Regions from separate parts of the Sus scrofa genome. Here region 1 is linked to region 2. Evidence: chromatin contacts called from public promoter capture Hi-C data. All regions are on one chromosome and are shown on one strand. The core of a region is the stretch at or near the end of the contact, and the rest is flanking DNA. Distances in the headings are between cores, read along the strand shown.

The links. Promoter capture Hi-C pulls out the DNA fragments that hold promoters and counts their contacts.
Region 1: a contact with region 2 is called in a promoter capture Hi-C map of liver, with 3 times the contacts expected there. The contact joins the promoter of CWC25 here to the promoter of CDK12 in region 2. A contact is called at or near these places in 1 of 5 promoter capture datasets (liver) and 1 of 47 Hi-C or Micro-C datasets (epiblast stem cells).

What each region holds. Positions count from the first base shown.
Region 1 is chr12:23,296,007-23,301,266 of Sscrofa11.1, reverse strand. CWC25 (CWC25 spliceosome associated protein homolog) reads right to left here and starts at 3,217. Exons shown (of 10, transcript NM_001244652.1): 1 at 3,012-3,217; 2 at 393-565. The coding sequence starts at 3,029.
Region 2 is chr12:22,829,349-22,834,449 of Sscrofa11.1, reverse strand. CDK12 (cyclin-dependent kinase 12) reads left to right here and starts at 3,055. Exons shown (of 18, transcript XR_002337130.1): 1 at 3,055-4,734. It overlaps MED1 (mediator of RNA polymerase II transcription subunit 1), which reads right to left and starts at 4,045. Exons shown (of 20, transcript XM_021067050.1): 1 at 3,931-4,045.

The DNA of each region.
Region 1 (5,260 bases), core at 1,968-4,467, 470 kb before region 2:
ATCTGTGGCATATGGAAAGGTCAAATCAGAGCTGCAGGTGCCCCCCTATACTACAGCCACAGCAACGCCACATCTAAGTCATGTCTGTGACCTGCACTGCAGCTCAGGGCAATGCCAGATCCTTAACCCACTGAGTGAGGTCAGGGATCGAACCTGCATCCTCATGGATACTAGTCGGATTCATTTCCACTGAGCCACAACAAGAGGAAAGAGCCATAACACTGACAACACCAGACCCTTAACCTGCTGAGCCACTGGGGAACTCCCTCAAATCCATGCTCTTAACCAGCTCTTATGCAACAAGTGGATGATGCACCTGCAGGCCAGTCTGCAACTCTCCACACACCAAAACACACCGAGCCCAAATCACCCCCCTGCACCTCCTTGCTTACTTGACAGCCCCGACATCCTCCGCATAGCGCTGCATCTCCTCCCGAGCCCTCTCCTCCCGCAGTTCCCGCTGAAGCTCCTCAATCTTCTTCCGCTCGGCCTCATGCTTCTGCTCAGCCTTCCACACTTTCTCCACATTGCGGAGAGTCTGCGGGTGCCAGCTCTTCTTCAAATTCTGTGGTTAATGAAAGGAGGGAGAAAACAATGCAGGGAGTGGATGGGTGGTGAGGATAACTGACCCTGACTCACCCATTCCTCTATTCGTGCCACAGCAGGCATGTAAGGGCAAGACATCTTTGACGATGGCAAGGCTGGCACACAAGGGATGGGAGTGGAATATGGTTGTTCAAGAACTTAAAGTTTCAGGATAAAACGGGCCCTTCCTGCCTTCCCTTCAAATACTTCTAATCTGAAATGTACATGAGTCTGACTTCTACTGGCCATGACTAAAGTGAGGGTTGGTGAGGACCACACAGGAGGAATGGGGCAGGGAGCTGGGAAGGTACAGATGCTAAAAGGCAACATAACTCAAGTGCCTTTGGCTCTGGACATTCATTTCTATGAACACAACCTTCTTTTCCTTGAGTCCACTTAACCCTCCTCAAACTTGCATGGTTTACAACCCCACTTAGTACCTCTTTCAACCTTCCTTCCCAAGAATCACCCCCCTGGATCTGATCTTCCCCTTCACCCTTGAAGAATGCTTCTCCCCTCCCCCCCTCCCCATGAGCCACTACTTTGGTTCAGCTTCCCCCCCAAGGAAAGTTTCCTGGAGGAGATGTCATCTAAAGACAATTATAAATGAGCCTGGTGATGTAGGAAGAGGGGAGGAAGAGGTAGATTTCCAGAGGTAACAGCACACACAGCTGTAGGCCCAGTGGTAAGAAAGAACATGGTACAAATAATTCAGTATGGCTTGATACCGGGGAGCAAGCTGACGGAAAAGGGGCTCAAGATGAAGCCAACTAGGAAAGCAACAGATTAAGGGGCTTAAGGAACTGGATTTTATCCTGTTGACAGTAGAAAAGACTAAACATTCATTTGCAGGTGAGAGGCATAACCAGTCTAGTATGTAAAGAATGGATTGGAGAGGACCAAGATTGAAGACCAGAAGACCAGTTAATAAGTCTATTTTTTCTCTCTTTTTTCTTTTTAGGGCCGCGCCTACAGCATATGGAAGTTCCCACACTAGGGCCAATCAGAACTGCAGCTGAGGTCTAAGCCACAACCACAGCACCACCAGATCTGAGCTGCATCTGTGACCTACACTGCAGCTCCTGGAAATACCAGACCCTTAACCCACTGAGCAAGGACAGGGATTGACCCCGCATCCTCATGGATACTAATCAGGTTCTTAACCCACTGAGGCACAGTGGGAACTCCCAGTTAATAAGTCTACATGAGAAAATGGACACAAGGTACTTGCCATGTGAAAGGTGTACAGTCAAGGAGGGCTCCTTCTTCCTTTTCTTTCTTTTCTTGTCCTCCCTTTCCCCACATCAGGCTCTTCAGGCCTTCCTTCCTCCTCCACCCTTCCCTCTTATCACAATGGTCCTCCTCTTTGGCCTTCAATATGGGTGACTTTGCCTCCCAGGGAACATTTGGCAATGTCTATAGATAATTTTGGTTGTCACAAGTGGGGGAGAAAGGTGCTACTGTCATCTAGAGGCTAGAGGCCAGGGATGCTGCTAAACATCCTACATGCACAGAGCCACACACACAACAAAGAATTATCCAGCCCAAAATGTCAACCTGAGGTTGAGAAACTCTGGACTACAGCTTTTCTATCCTTAAGTGCAGCTACTTGAAGGCACTAAATTAGACAAACCTTGACGGTATCTTGGAACTCATCCTAATTGGTAAGAACTGACAAATGCTAACATAGCTACTGGACAGGTGGCTAAACAATCTATTTGCTGATTCAATTAGCTACATATTCAGGAGATTAGCATTTTTCTGACCTTGCACCATGCTCTTGTGGGTACATCTGTCCAATTTTGGGCCCTAGCCCCCTAGAATGTACTATACAATTTAAGAGAAATAGGCATACAACTTATATTAAGTGCTACAAATTGAGAAAAGAAGCTCTGCCACTACAGATCAGAATACAGCACTGAAGTAAGAGTGGAAGTAAGAAAGATGAATCTAAAGATCTCTTCAAGTTTAACATGGACCCAGGACATGGCTCAGGGAGGAGAATAGGGCACAAATCATCCCTACTACAGCCCAGGACATGACTGAACTCTTAGCTGAGGAAAGGAGATGTATCCTATCCCAAGATACACAAAACAAAGTCTATGCGCCACGTCCTACATACCTGCCTCCTTTCCTAGCCACAATTCCAACTGCCCTAGGGCCCTCCCAGAATTTCCAGCCAGAAGGTCTCTCTGCCAGCAAACAATGACCTGCCATCCTTGACGACCCACTTCGCACATCTTCCCAAGTCTCCACTCGGTCCCTCCATAGCCTTAGAGATCCTTCCCCTGTCCAGGACTATGGCTCCCTCTCCCTGAAAGCAAGGCAGCGTTGCCATGATTACCCACTGCCACCCCCGCCAATTTCCGTCCCCAGCCCAGTCTCCGGCCTCATCCTTCCCCCGCGCCCTGGACTCCCTCACTTACCAGGTCTCCGCCCCCCATGACGGCGGAGACGTTTCCTCACTAGGCGGACCTAGAAGATTCAGAAAGGATGGGAGAAAGGTAAAGAAACAGTTCAGCTCCGACTTCCCAGATCTGGTCCCGGGGGTAACTGGACACCACTTTCACTGCCCGATCCAGAGCCCACTTCCGGGAGGGCGTCCCATTGCGGCGACGGCGTCGCAGGATCATGACGTTTTAATACGCGCTGTCGCGTTGCGTAGCGGTAGCGTCACGGGCAGTTTCGCAGGTTGCGGCCGTGATATCGCGGGATTTGTGGTCGTATTTTCATCGCCGCAGCTTGTCCGTTCAGCGGACATTCCAAACCGTGTGTTAAAGCGGCGTGGACGTGTCGGTTGGCAATTGGTCAGCGCACCATGGCGTCCCTGTGGAACTGCACTTGGGGGTCTACCTCGCCAACCCCAGCCTAGCCCCCCGAGGTATCCAAACGTCTTTTCAAATGAGCACTCTCCTCAAACCTCGACTCACAGCCAACCCCCTTACTCTAGGCCTATTTTACGGAGTTAACTAGAAACCATCGAAACACCATTAGCTTCCCTGCACCAAACCTTTAGACTCTGCCAGTTTACCCCTTTCCCTAACGTTTATGATGGAAGAGGCATCCCTCCTACCTCAGGCCTGGCTGTTCATCCGCTGCGATCCCACCCCTCACATCTGGTATTACTTAATTCCTCCCTCTCTCCTCTATCCCAAGTATTGGCTCTTTGTCATCATCATTTTAGATACGCTCAATTGATGCTTAAAAAAAAGAAAAAAGAGACCTCATGTGTTCTCCCCAGCTGCTGCACTCTGTCTTTAGCAAACTTGAAATGAGTTGTCTCCACTTATTTCACTGCAGCGGCCGGATCACTGCTGTGGTGCCAGTTTGATCCCTAGCCCAGGAACTTCCGCAAGCTGCAGGCACGACCAAAAAAAATAAAATAAGATAGAATAGCATCACAGTGGCGATCAATTTGAAATAAATAGAAATATCAAATCACAGCATTATGCACCGCAACTTTACATGGTGTTATAGGTCAATTACACTTCAAAAACAAACTCAGCAAAAAAGATCCGATTTGTGGTTACCAGTGGTAGGATGGGAGGGGGGGGATTGAATGAAGGTATTCAAAAGCTACAAGCTTCCAATTACAAAATAAAAAGTAATAGGGATGTAATGTATAAACATGATTAATATAATTAACACTAATGTAAGTTATATATGAAAGTTAAGAGAGTAAATCTTTAGTTCTCATCACAATGAAAAATATTTTTGTTTTATTTTGTATCTATATAAGATGATGAATATTCAAAAAAAGAAGAAAAAAAAATGGAAATTCCCATTGTGGCACAGCAGAAATTAATCCAACTAGAATCCATGAGGATAAGGGTTCAATCCCCAGCCTCACTCAGTGGGTTAAGGACCTGGCGTTGCCCTGAGCTCTGGTGTAGGTCACAGACGCAGCTCAGATCCTGTGTTACTGTGGCTGTGGTGTAGGCTAGCAGCTGTAGCTTGAATTGTACCCCTAGCCTGGGAACTATATGGCTATATGGAACTATATGACCCATATGCTGCGGATGCACCCCTAAAAAGAAAAGGAAAAAAAAAAAAAGGAAGGTGAAAGACTGCATCCATGAAAAGGCAAATTTTGCTCAGTTATGAAAGGATATAGAGGCAAAAACATCCAATAAATATTTGTTGTGTATTTACTGTGTGCCAGCACTGAGATCACATGTTACTTGGAGAACAGAAAATAAACAAATGCTCAAACAATCCAATGGTCAGGTCATGATACATGCGAAACCCAGGCAGAGGCATCCCCAAGAAAACAACAGCTGCATTTAGTGCTCAGACAACAACAGAGGTGTGCTTGTTCAAGTTCTGTGCCAAGTTCAGGAAGCATGCCTGGACCTACAACTCCAAACCTGCTTTTCCAGCACTTACTCATGACATTTTGCCCTACCAAGTAGCTCTTGTGATGATTTCTCTCTGTGTGACTTTTGCTAAAGCATACATAGAGGAAAGAGCAGGTATCAGAAATCTGCAGCTCCTTTTGCACAGCAAAGGAAGGAAACCATAAAAAAAAAAAAAAAAAAAAAAAGACAACCTACAAAATGGGAGAACATGGTTTCAAACAATGCAACCGACAAGGGTTTAAATCTCTAAAATACACAAATAACTTTCACAACTCAACAGCAAAAAAGCCAACAACCCAATTGAAAAAATAGGCAGA
Region 2 (5,101 bases), core at 1,806-4,305:
GAGGCATGAATTGGATCCCCAACCCAGCATGGTGGGTCCATTATTCCTGGAGCTGTGGCTTGGATTCAAGTCCCTGGCCCAGGAACTTCCATATGCTATGGGTGCAGCAGAAAAGAAAAAAACAAAACAAAACAAACCAACACACGCACAAAAAGAAAGTTTCCACTTCTGGAATGATGAATTAATTTGGATGATGAACTTATTTTTTTCATATTTTGGCCACCCCCCTGGGGCATATGGAGCTCCCAGGATAGGGATCAGATCCGAGCCACAGTTGTGTCTCTGGGACAACACTGGATCTTTAACCCACTCTGTGGGGTCAGGGGTTGAATCTGTGTTCCAGTGCTCCTGAGTGATGACGGATCTCGTTGCACTTCAGCAGGAGCTCATGGGTGATGAATTTTATTTTTCAAGATTTGACACATAATCACAATTCCATCTGCTGCTTCTGCTTTTTTGGGGGGGGTATTTTTAGGGCATATGGAGGTTCCCAGGCTAGGGGTCAAATTGGAGCTGCAGCTGCCCACCTATGCCACAGCCATGGCAATGCCGGATCCCAGCTGCCTCTTCGACCTACACCACATCTCACAGCAATGCCAGATCCTTAACCCACTGAGCAAAGCCAGGGACTGAACCTGCGTCCTCGTGGATGCTAATCAGGTTTAAGTGCAGAGCCACAGAGGGAACTCCACAATTCCATCTTCTGCCCCCCTTTTCTATTTTACTGTGGATTGTGGGTGCACTCTGTGTCAAAAATTGATCTTATTTATTTATTATTTTTGGCCACACCTGAAGCATATGGAAGTTCCCAGGCCAGGGATTGAATCCTAGCCACAGCTGTGGCAATGCCAGATCCTTAACCTGAGAGGCCACAGCTGGAGCTTTATGATCTCATTTAAAAGATAGGAAAAGAATGGGAATAATTTTGGTGAACTCATGCCAATGTTTAATAAAGTAGGCCAGTCATTTAATCTAATTATCCATTAAGTCCCATGACATCTGCCATTATGTCAGACACTGGTGGAGACATTTACATCCAGGCCTTCTTGCAGCAATAAATTGGGAGTTACCACACTTGAGTTCCAGTACTTATTTCTTTTTTTCTTGATAGTATTAATTTTACTTCCATAGATTATTTAAAAGTTGTCATGAAAAAGTTTTTTTTTTTTATCAAGATATGTGGACTTAAACATTTAGGTAAAATTTTTTTGGTACTCATGTAATCCAAGCAATATGAACACCTCCAGGGAGTGATTTTGAGAGTCAGCTTTTCTGCCTTCATTCAAAATGTTTTCTGGCTTCTAACCTACTGGCTGGTGTTCCCCTCTTTGCATATACAAATCCTATGTACTCTTCCTGGGCCAACTCAAATGTCCCATTTTTTTTTCTTGTTTAGCCACCTCATCAAATAGAGTTCCCAGACCAAGGATCAGATCCCTGCCACAGTTGCAACCTATCATAAGAAGCAGTGCTAGATCAGTATGCCAGGCAGGGGATTGAACCTGTGTCCTGATGCTGCACAGACACCACCAATCTGGTTGCACCCCAGAGGTAACTCCTAAATGTCCTACTTCTTTGTTGGGGGGGAATCTTTTTAGAGCTACACCCATGGCATATGGAAGTTCCCAGGCTAGGGGTCCAATTGGAGCTGTAGCCGCTGGCCCATGCCACAGCCACAGCATCGCCAGATCCGAGCCGGGTCTGCGACCTACCCAGCTCGTGGCAATGCTGGATTCTTAACCCACTGAGCGAGGCCAGGGATAGAACCCCTAACCTCATCGTTCCTAGTTGGATTGTTTCCGCTGTGCCATGATGGGAACTCCCTAAATGTCCTACTTTTATAATGCTTTCTTTTATCACTCCTAATCTCCTTTTGAAACTTCACACTGCTGTTTATCATTCTTATATTCTTCGAACATTTATCACATTATTATTATTATTATTTTGCATTCCAGTAGCATGTGGAAGTTTTTGGGCTAGAGATTGAACCCTTGCTATAGCAGCGATCTGAGTCACTGCAGTGACAATGCCAGGTCCTAAAGCCACTGCACCACAAGGGAACATATCACCTAATATCTTCTTGTGTATGAGTACATTGTCCATATTCTACTTGAGGACCCTCAGTGGCACTGTTACACAGAGAAGGAACTTTGTCTTACAGATACATGTTTACTGAAGTAAACAATGAGAAAGCCTGGACAAGTCACTTAGCTTCCCTGTGCCTTAGTCTTCTCACTATCACAACCCTATTTCAGAGGAAAGTTGTGAAGATGGAATGAGTTAATATGTGCTAAGGAGTTTTGAAAAATAAAAAGGAAGGGAAGTGTAAGATTTTTGTCTCGTTCATGAATATTATGCTTTGCTTGTTTGTAATTATAATCCTCTGTGAAAATAAAAGGCTAAATGATTCCTAAAGAGTCATAAGATGATCTCAAGAGGTGATGAGCATTCAAGTCTTTAAGCAGTTGAAAGGGTTAGTGCCACACAATGAAAGAGCTTGTAGTATAGTGTCGGACAAGAATTTGAATCTCTTTTTTTGGCCCTTGATGGACCAACTTTGTCACCTTGAGTGAGTTATTTAGCTCTTCTGAGACTGGGTTTCCTTATCGGTAAAATAGGGATAAGGAAATCGTGTTTTGCAGGGTAGTATGAGAAATAGAGAATTAGAGATAATGCACGTAGTAGTATATACAAGTGGGAAGAATTGTTAACACTTAGGGACTTGGGTTGAAATGTCCTCACATTTGTCCTTTGTTCTGTTGACATTATTTTCATCCTGGTACTTGAGAGTTGTTACAAAGCATGCAAAAATTAGTTTGCGCTGGCGCCTGAGAACACGTTTTTGTTCAATGAGTTATTAATAAAGTTTTGAATTTAAAAGATCATCCTAGACCCAATAAAGCTTTGCTCGAATGGGAAGCCGGGATCTTATCGCGAGAATCTGGCGGAACGCGTTTCTGGCCGGGGACCTGCTCTCGCGTTGTTTGAGCAAGCAGCCGCGAGAGGTGAACGAGAAGCACGAAGTACCGCGAGAGTTGGGCATATTCTCGCGATACTTCTCGGGATTACCCCCCTCCCCCCGCTCCTCCAAGTGCCGTTTCGGTTTAACCTAGTGTGTGACTGTGAGTCTGTGTGAGGGAGCGAGTGAGTGTGTGAGGTATTGAGGTGAGGCGGAAGCTAGAAACGGGGCTCCCTCAAGAGCGAGGGACAAAGGGGGTGTGAGGCGCCTAGGTCGCGGGACCCCAGCGACAGGAAGCCGCCCCGAGCCGGGCTACCGGGTAGGGGAAGGGCCCGCGCAGTCCTCACAGGGCCCCAGAGCCCGAGTCGGCCCCACAGCCCCGGGCCGCCGGCTTCCTACTTCCTCGACCTCCTTCCTGGGCGCCTAGGCCTGAGGATTGGCTCGGCTGGAGTTGGAGGGGAAACAGACTCGAGCGGCAGTCCGTTGTCTCACAACTCCACTGCTGAGGAACTCTCATTTCTTCTCTGGCTCCTTCACCCCCTACCTCATGTAGGAGGGTGCTGAGGAGTCGGGAGGGAGGAGGAGCCTGGGCTACCGTCCCTTCCCTCCCCACCCCCTTGTAGGGGTGATTTTGTAGGCGTGGGGCTGGGGTTGGGGGGGAGGGTGGGGGTTACTTTTTGGAGTGCTGGGGAACTTTTTCCCCTTTTTGAGGCCTGGGGAAAGGGAATGCCCAATCCAGAGAGACATGGGGGCAAGAAGGACGGGAGCGGAGGAGCTTCTGGAACTTTGCAGCCGTCATCGGGAGGTGGCAGCTCCAACAGCAGAGAGCGTCACCGCTTGGTGTCGAAGCACAAGCGGCATAAGTCCAAGCACTCCAAAGACATGGGGTTGGTGACCCCCGAAGCAGCACCTTTGGGTACAATTATCAAACCTTTGGTGGAGTATGATGACATTAGCTCAGATTCTGATACCTTCTCTGACGACATGGCCTTCAAACTGGACAGGAGGGAGAATGATGAACGTCGCGGGACTGATCGGAGTGACCGACTGCACAAACACCGTCACCATCAGCACAGACGTTCCCGGGACTTACTAAAAACTAAACAGACAGAGAAAGAAAAAAACCTGGAAACCTTTAGCAAGTCGGGATCGATGAAGGACCGGGTATCAGGAACTTCGAAGCGTTCAAATGAGGAGAATGATGACCATGGGAAGGCGCAGATCTCCAAAAGCAGCAGCAACAAGGAATCCAGGTCATCCAAACTCCATAAGGAGAAGACCCGGAAAGAACGTGAGTTGAAGTCTGGGCACAAAGACCGGAGTAAAAGTCATCGGAAAAGGGAAACACCCAAAAGTTACAAAACAGTGGACAGCCCCAAACGGAGGTCCAGGAGTCCCCACCGGAAATGGTTGGATAGCCCCAAGCAAGATGATAGCCCGTCAGGAGCTTCTTATGGCCAAGATTATGACCTTAGTCCCCCAAGATCTCACACTTCTAGCAATTATGACTCCTACAAGAAGAGTCCGGGAAGTACCTCAAGAAGGCAGTCCGTCAGCCCACCTTACAAGGAGCCTTCGGCCTACCAATCCAGCACCCGGTCACCCAGTCCCTACAGTAGAAGACAGAGGTCCGTGAGTCCCTATAGCCGGCGACGTTCATCCAGCTATGAAAGGAGTGGCTCTTACAGTGGGAGATCACCAAGCCCTTACGGTCGAAGGCGGTCCAGCAGCCCATTCCTGAGCAAGCGGTCTCTGAGCCGGAGTCCTCTCCCCAGGTGAGCTGTTTGTCTTGTCTAACAGTCCTTTCTTTCTTACGGTGGGTTGTGAGGAGCTATTAGAGAAGTTAACATTCTGTTGAAGTTCCCGGTATTGATCATTGACTAGAACACTTGGCTTCACTAGTCATCATGTAGGTGAGTCTGGTCTCTTCTTAACCCAGAATTGGAGAGGTGGAGGAGTATTCACATGCCTACTGCTGCTAAAGGTAGGTACTTCCAGTGGTGGGATCTTCAGCTGTAAGCGTCTGTGAGTAAAATCATAGGCTTCTGCTTACTTCATTGCATCGGATTGATACTGGTTCCCAGCTATTTGGGTTGCCTTGTCTTAAAATTTTAAAAATCACTTTAGTATTAGTGCTTTAGG